2 separate regions of the Mus musculus genome follow, and region 2 is linked to region 1. The links are chromatin contacts, called in public HiChIP or PLAC-seq maps. All regions are on one chromosome and are shown on one strand. Each heading gives the region's core, a stretch centred on a gene start, on an enhancer-like site or on the middle of the called end of the contact. The rest is flanking DNA. Distances are from core to core; before and after follow the strand shown. Region 1 holds the start of 4930440I19Rik (RIKEN cDNA 4930440I19 gene). Region 2 has its middle 9.7 kb from the start of Gm46750.

Evidence for each region. HiChIP or PLAC-seq counts read pairs in DNA pulled down with a chosen protein or histone mark.
Region 2: an H3K4me3 HiChIP or PLAC-seq map of bone marrow-derived macrophages shows a contact between it and region 1, with 4 times the contacts expected there. The contact joins the enhancer-like site here to the promoter of 4930440I19Rik in region 1. A contact is called at or near these places in 6 of 484 Hi-C or Micro-C datasets (the AtT-20 cell line, bone marrow-derived macrophages, cortical neurons and 2 more) and 2 of 115 datasets of contacts at active chromatin or transcription factors (bone marrow-derived macrophages and pancreatic cancer cells).

What each region holds. Positions count from the first base shown.
Region 1 is chr2:78,049,499-78,052,707 of GRCm38.p6, reverse strand. It overlaps 4930440I19Rik (RIKEN cDNA 4930440I19 gene), which reads right to left and starts at 1,531. Exons shown (of 7, transcript NR_108098.1): 1 at 1,370-1,531. Gm52519 (a long non-coding RNA gene) reads left to right here and starts at 724. Exons shown (of 3, transcript XR_003953861.1): 1 at 724-1,028; 2 at 1,328-1,627.
Region 2 is chr2:78,376,524-78,379,732 of GRCm38.p6, reverse strand. No RefSeq gene overlaps it. Among named protein-coding and RNA genes, the nearest start is that of Gm46750, 9.7 kb to the left of the region's middle. Within about 2 kb of position 1,467, at least 1 of the 459 cell types and tissues checked has an H3K27ac peak or open chromatin away from gene starts, as enhancers often do. A contact at or near this core is called in bone marrow-derived macrophages, where this site is marked.

The DNA.
Region 1 (3,209 bases), core at 282-2,781:
GAGAAAGCAGGCTGTGTATATAAAAGAGTAAAAGTACAGAGTTTCTCGTGTAGTCCTGGTTGTCCTGAAACTCTGTCTGGGGGTTTGGGGGGAGAGAAAGGAAGGGAGGGAGGGAGGAAGGGAGGAAGGGAGGAAGGAAAAGAAGAAAGAACAGAAAAATAAGGAAAAAGAAAAGAAAAAAGCAAGAAGAAAAGTTTATTGCTTATAATCACAAAATGACTTTAGTAGTAAGATGTATTCTAATTTGACAGATTTTTGAAGAAATGTCTATCAGAATTCACTACTCACTTTTTAATATTTAGAAGTTATAATTGTAGGAACAAAATATTCCCTTTTTGCCAAGGAAAAGAAACAACAGTGGTATGATACCTTTTTTGAATAAGCCACTGCTGTGCGTGGATATTCTTGTAACTACGCAGATTATCAACTATTCTGAGTGGAAAAGAAGTGGGGAATGTACAGGGATATATAATTCTGGCTAGTATGAGCAATGTAGTTAGTCATGACCCAGAAGGGGAAATCCGCCCTAGAAGGAGGAGAAAGAACATTTTAGACAATAAGCTTTTGAAGGACATACTAAGCTTTGGAAACTGTTACCTTGGAATAATGAAAGTCCTCTTAAACTCATAGGGTCATTGATTTTTCTCAAATTAATTTTATTAGAAATCTGAATTCTCACAAAGTCTGATGAAAATATTTACCAACATCATCCTTTATCTTCAGGGTTTCGTGCTGTGCTCTAATGGTAACCAGAAAATGGGATTCTGAGAACCGTTTTGACAAATAGCAGCTACATCACAAAGCATGAGTAAGCCACATTTCAAATGGAGGAGGGTTTAATGGCCTAATAACCAAGACGTGAGAGAAAGCAGCTAACAGGAAGACAGAAGTCACTCTTACGGTCGCAAGAACACAAACCAACATCTTCCAAAGCGAGAACTGTAAACGCTGAGAAGTCACGAAGTCATTCCATTCTATGAGGAACGGTGTCATGCACCCTTTGATTTAGTAACGAAGCTATGAAAAAGGTAGAACTGCTAACCGCATGTATCTGCAGTAGCTCCTTTTCTGTAATGGAGGATCCATTTTGAAAAGAGAGTGTTGGTAGATGTGAGATTTAAAAAACATTATTCATCCCTTTGTCACAGCAGGATGACTAAGCCTGCTGCCACCAAGAGTTGTCTCAGTATTCCCTGATGAAGGCTCTTTAATAGGATGAACTGAACACCACTACTTAGCTATTTTCACAAACCAACAAGAGAGCATAGGAGAGCCTCTGAGAAGCAAGGTTTTGCTTTGTATTGATTGAATATGTTTATGTTTGCAGACAGAAACGTACTGCTGCAGTGCCATAGGTGGAGAGACTCACCAATTAAGTGGCGAATTGACTCCAATACGGATCGGACGCCTCCGTTTCCCAGTCACGGGTGCTTGACAACACTCAGGATCTGTGCGTGCTCTTTTGAACCTAAACTAAATCCAAACAGAAATCCCAAAAGCTTGCACCTTCCTTAATACAGCTGGTTTGAGTGACATGAGGTCGCTCAACTTTGTCATAAACCCCCGCTGCCTTGGCCACGCCCACAGAAAAGAAGCCTCTGGAATCTAGGAAGTCGCGTGAGACAACGTGAGACACCATAGCCACTCCGTAGCTTTTGCTGTTCTCTATGACGTACCATTTAAAGGGGGGGGGGGGGGAGTCGGCAAGAATTTTGTAGGATAGGAGCATAAACTCAACAAATGAACCAAGTTAAACTGTCCATGGTTGGGCCCTAGCCAACTGTAATGTCAAACTGAAGGAGAAAGGCCCTTTGGCTCCCAATCCTTACTACACATTTCTTTCCTCCATCCTCTTTCTTTGGGCTTTCCAGCGCAAGCCTCTCAGTTTCCTTGGCTAATCTGCACTTATAGGGAAACTTGGTATGCTTTATGATGCAAGGGTTTAACAAGTTGCTTCTTACAGTAATATTTACATTTCAAGAAGTGATACTTGGACGAGCCTTGAGAGAGGACCAGAAGCTGGAGTTCCTGCGGGGTTGAACCCCGTCCGTGGGTGTCGAGAATTCAGCCTAGCATCATGTGTCCTTTCACACAACGGTTCAGCATATTTCATGTTTTATATGTTACAACTATGTTTCCTTCCAGGCTGCCTTTTTCTGTGGGAACATATATGGTTTTCTAGAACAAATATTTTTTAAAATTCGCATTCTAGGTTTCAAAACCTGGTTTAGTACAAAAAAAAAAAAAAAAAAAAAAAAATCTTTCCTTACAGAAAAATTTCAAACTCTGCTGAAAGACTTCAGGGTTGTCCAGGCAAACGTTTTCACTCTGCCTGATCAATATGAACAACTCCCCTCGCATCAGCACTAAGCTAAATGTTTTGCTGTCGTAGTAGCCTTTAAACTAGGGCATATAGCTGAAGGACCCCTGAGAGCATACAGCCAAAGGTATGGTCTTTGTACTTTAGAACAGAATAGTGTGGTTTCAGTCAGAATATCCCTCCAGGAAGTAGAAATATCTTCAATTTTGGGTTTGTGTTCTTAGCTTCAAGGGGAAAAAAAGGGGAAATAAAAGAAAAAGGGAGGAAGGAAGAAGTAGTTGGGGGAAGGGTGTGGGCACTTTCCATCATATGACAAACCCTGCCCATTGTTAATAACAGAACTGACCATGACAACATATTCTATCAAATTTATACTACGATATGAGACAGCAACCAGTTTCTCATTGAGGCCACATTGTCAGTGCATTTAACTCCAATGCATGTGGGTAAAATGGTCTCCAGAGCTTCCTGCCACTGGAATCACCTGGGAAGATTTAATCTCACCGATGCCCAGGGACTGCCTCTGTAGCCTCTGGGCATCAGAAGATGTCAACATTACTCCATGTGATTCCTGTGTGTGGGTACATTGCTCATCAAAGGACAGAAGACAGACATATTCCAGATACCTGTTTGAACTGGTTGACTGAGCCAGCTTCATTGGGTATTTAACCAATGTTCGCCTTTGTAGCTTCCCTACATCCCACATTCTGTGAAACGGAGGCAGAAGTGGCTCACAGTCTTACAGAGCAGCCTTCTGACCCATTAATCAGTAGGTTGTTCCCCTCTCTTTTTCCCTCTGTGGGCTCTGACTCATGCTGCAGTAGAGAAAAAGACAAACAGCCTAGTCAATAAATGACTACTGCTGTTGGATTGCCTTTCTTTGACTACA
Region 2 (3,209 bases), core at 218-2,717, 330 kb before region 1:
GAAGGAAGATGAACTTAGTGGATAAAACACGTGGTTTTAAATTTATTGTAATTTAGTTAGAAACAAGTACTTGTGAATTTTGAAAGTGAGGTCAATCCTACTGGAAAACTCTTTTTGCCTGTGTATCAGCAACCAGAGGACACCCAGCTCCGTCAGTAACTAGAGTCTCCATGATATTTATAAGTGGATTACCACATCCCCCAGACCAGGGTCTTCTGTCATAAGGGTTGTCACTTTTCTTTGCATCTTCTTTTTGTTTTTTCTTGAATCTGTCTCCTTGTCTATTTAAAGCAAAGTGACCTTGAAGCATCATCAGTGAAAATGTGGAGAAGTAGAAATCTACCAATCCATATTAGACAATAATGGCTGTCATGGTATCAATCCGCATCTTTTTTCTTCTTTATGTTTTGCTCTAAGTGCCTTTTTTCACTAGTCTATAACAGTCTTTCCCAGAAAACTAAATTAATAAACCTGAGACCAAGGCTATTAGATACCTGGTCATCTGTTGAATAACTTAAAGCTGCAAACCAAAACCATGAATGACTCAGAAGTCACTTACCTCCTCTGCTATCCAGTGAAGTATTTTTTGAAAATACATATATTTGTTCATTTTCTCTAAAGTCACCTTTATGGGAATAGTAGTTCATACAGGAAACTCTCCCCAGGTAACTTAATCCTAAATGCTGGTCTATAGGAAGCAAAGCAGTACATATACATTTCCAAACTCTTAGGCCCCAGACATTTACTAATTTATACTGATGACTTCCAGATCCAATATTCTGTGTCACTTTGTGACCATGGTAGGGTGTGTCCAAGAATTTCCTTTGGAACACAAGGACAGTGTTTCTCAAATCGTTATTAACTATGATGTCTGCATGAAGGTCTAACTTGGATCTTTTGACTCAACATAAATTAAACTGTCGACCACAGCAACTGAATATCAATGTGTTTTCCTTTTAAAATAGCTTCAGATGTGTTTCTGTTACATAAAAAATTATTTAGAAAATTACTTTGTGTAATTATACAAGAATCATTGCAATTGTATTCTACTTAACTATATTAAGCCCTCTAGTTCCTGTGTCATTGTTTTGGGGCCAGTTTATTATGATACTATAGTTACTTTTGTAAAATAAATCTCACACAGGGATATAATGTAATTACAACTTTACCTTCAATTAACCTTCTCCTCAATGACTAAATTAACACAAATTATACAGAATGCTATTCCTAGCTATAGAATCTTGTTAAAACAGTGGTTATCTCATGAACACAATGTCCCCATTAGGAAGAAGAAAATAATTTTGAATGCATAGCTGTACATTGCTCTCATTTATCTTTTGGTCTTTATTATGCAGTGGTATTCCTGGAAGTCAGTAGATACATAATGTCGGTTGACACTGTTTCTCTCCCCTCATAAACTGAAATGTAACACAGCCAACAGCATTAGGTCGTCCACTTTGCATTCATTAGTCATGCAGGAAGTTAATCATCTGGCTATAAATGGAAGCTTGCTCCAGTTTTAGTAGGGCAATATTTACTTTCCTTTTATCCTTAGAAATAGAAGGCATAATTGGTGAAGGGGATTGAGGTTGACAAGTCTTGAGATGGTCACATTTTAACAAAATATTTTGCATTCTGCATTCTCAGAATAGCAATGTTCAATCCTTTTATAAGAAGATGTGACTATAGCCTTTACTCAAGGCCTGAAGAGTTGACATAAGGGACAGTTCACAAGCGAGGAGTAGAAAGTAAGAACAAGTAAGAACTTTCACATCTCATTACCTCCCTGACTGACCATTCTCCCCACCATACATCAGTGCTATCTGAAGAGGTCATGGATGTGGCTCCGACCACTCCAGTTTTAATTACGTTTTTCCCTAGAGCAAAATTTGAAATTCTGGAAAATCCTCAGCAAAGAAGATTGAAGATGACTGCCTGAGAATGACTATCTAGGTTCCCTGTGGACCTGAGAGCAACTCCCTGCATAAGTATTAAATCATTACTTCTAAGTCATAGCATTCAAACCCTAGAAAGTTGGAAAATTCTATTTCTAAAATTAACGTATAGATGAAATAATAGATTTTAAGCTTACATTTTTCTACAGAAAGTGATATGACAATATAATCTTTCACAATAATAGTTAATTGACCATCAGGGATGATTTTCTATTCTAAGACAAGTAAGCATCAACTTTTATGTTAATTCTATAAAGCCCAACATGGAAGAAATATGGATATAAGAATAAACCTATGGATCACAGAAATGCTGCCATCAACAGCCTTAAAACAGAAATTTTTGAAAAGTACAAAACAGGACACTTAGCTATGAAATCAAGTCATGTTAAGGGAAGAAATAATATCACTAGAAGAGAATATATTATAACGTAACTCTATGATCAGGAAGGATGGATATTGGGACAGATAACTAGTGTTTCATCTATTTACAGCTACTGACCATAGCTTACTGACCGTTGCTTCACTTAAGGAGCAAAGGACATTTTCCCAGTCTTCCCAATTTCAGTTTCTTGCTACAATGTTCTCACCAAGAGAAAATCATCCCACTAGATCAGTGGAAGGAAGCTCTTAGAATTAACACAGTGGCTCATGCCTGTAACCCAATCCTTCAGGAAGCAAAAGTGAGAAGATCACAAGTTCAAAGTCAGACTGGGATATACAGCAAGCTCTTGGCTAGCTTGTACTAAATGGTAAGAGCCCATATGTATAAACAAATGATGGAGGATATTGTCTCAACACTTGCGTGCCAACCTAGTGTTCAAAAAAAACCCAGGACCAACAGCAATAGCAAAATAATAATAATAATAATAATAATAATAATAATAATAATAATAATAAACAATTAAGAAAGTGAAGAATGCTCATAATGGAAAAGCAGCTACCTAAAAGGAAAACTCTCCAAGCCTGCAGGGACCAACAGTTCTTTCTATATCCACAGACTCAATTCAGTGTATTTTATGAGTCCCTTTCAAGAGAACAGAGATTCTCACTCAGATAGGAAGACTGTATTGTGAATTAAAAATATATCAAAGAATGCAACCATAAGATGAAATTATTCTCATCCATCAATTACTTTCCAACAAAAATGTTGGTATGGAAAAATTATTAAAGGACTTCACTAGAAATGTGACCATTCTCAGAGGAGGTAAAAGGGTTGGCTATAAAATTAAAATATACAACTATGGAAAGAAGAAG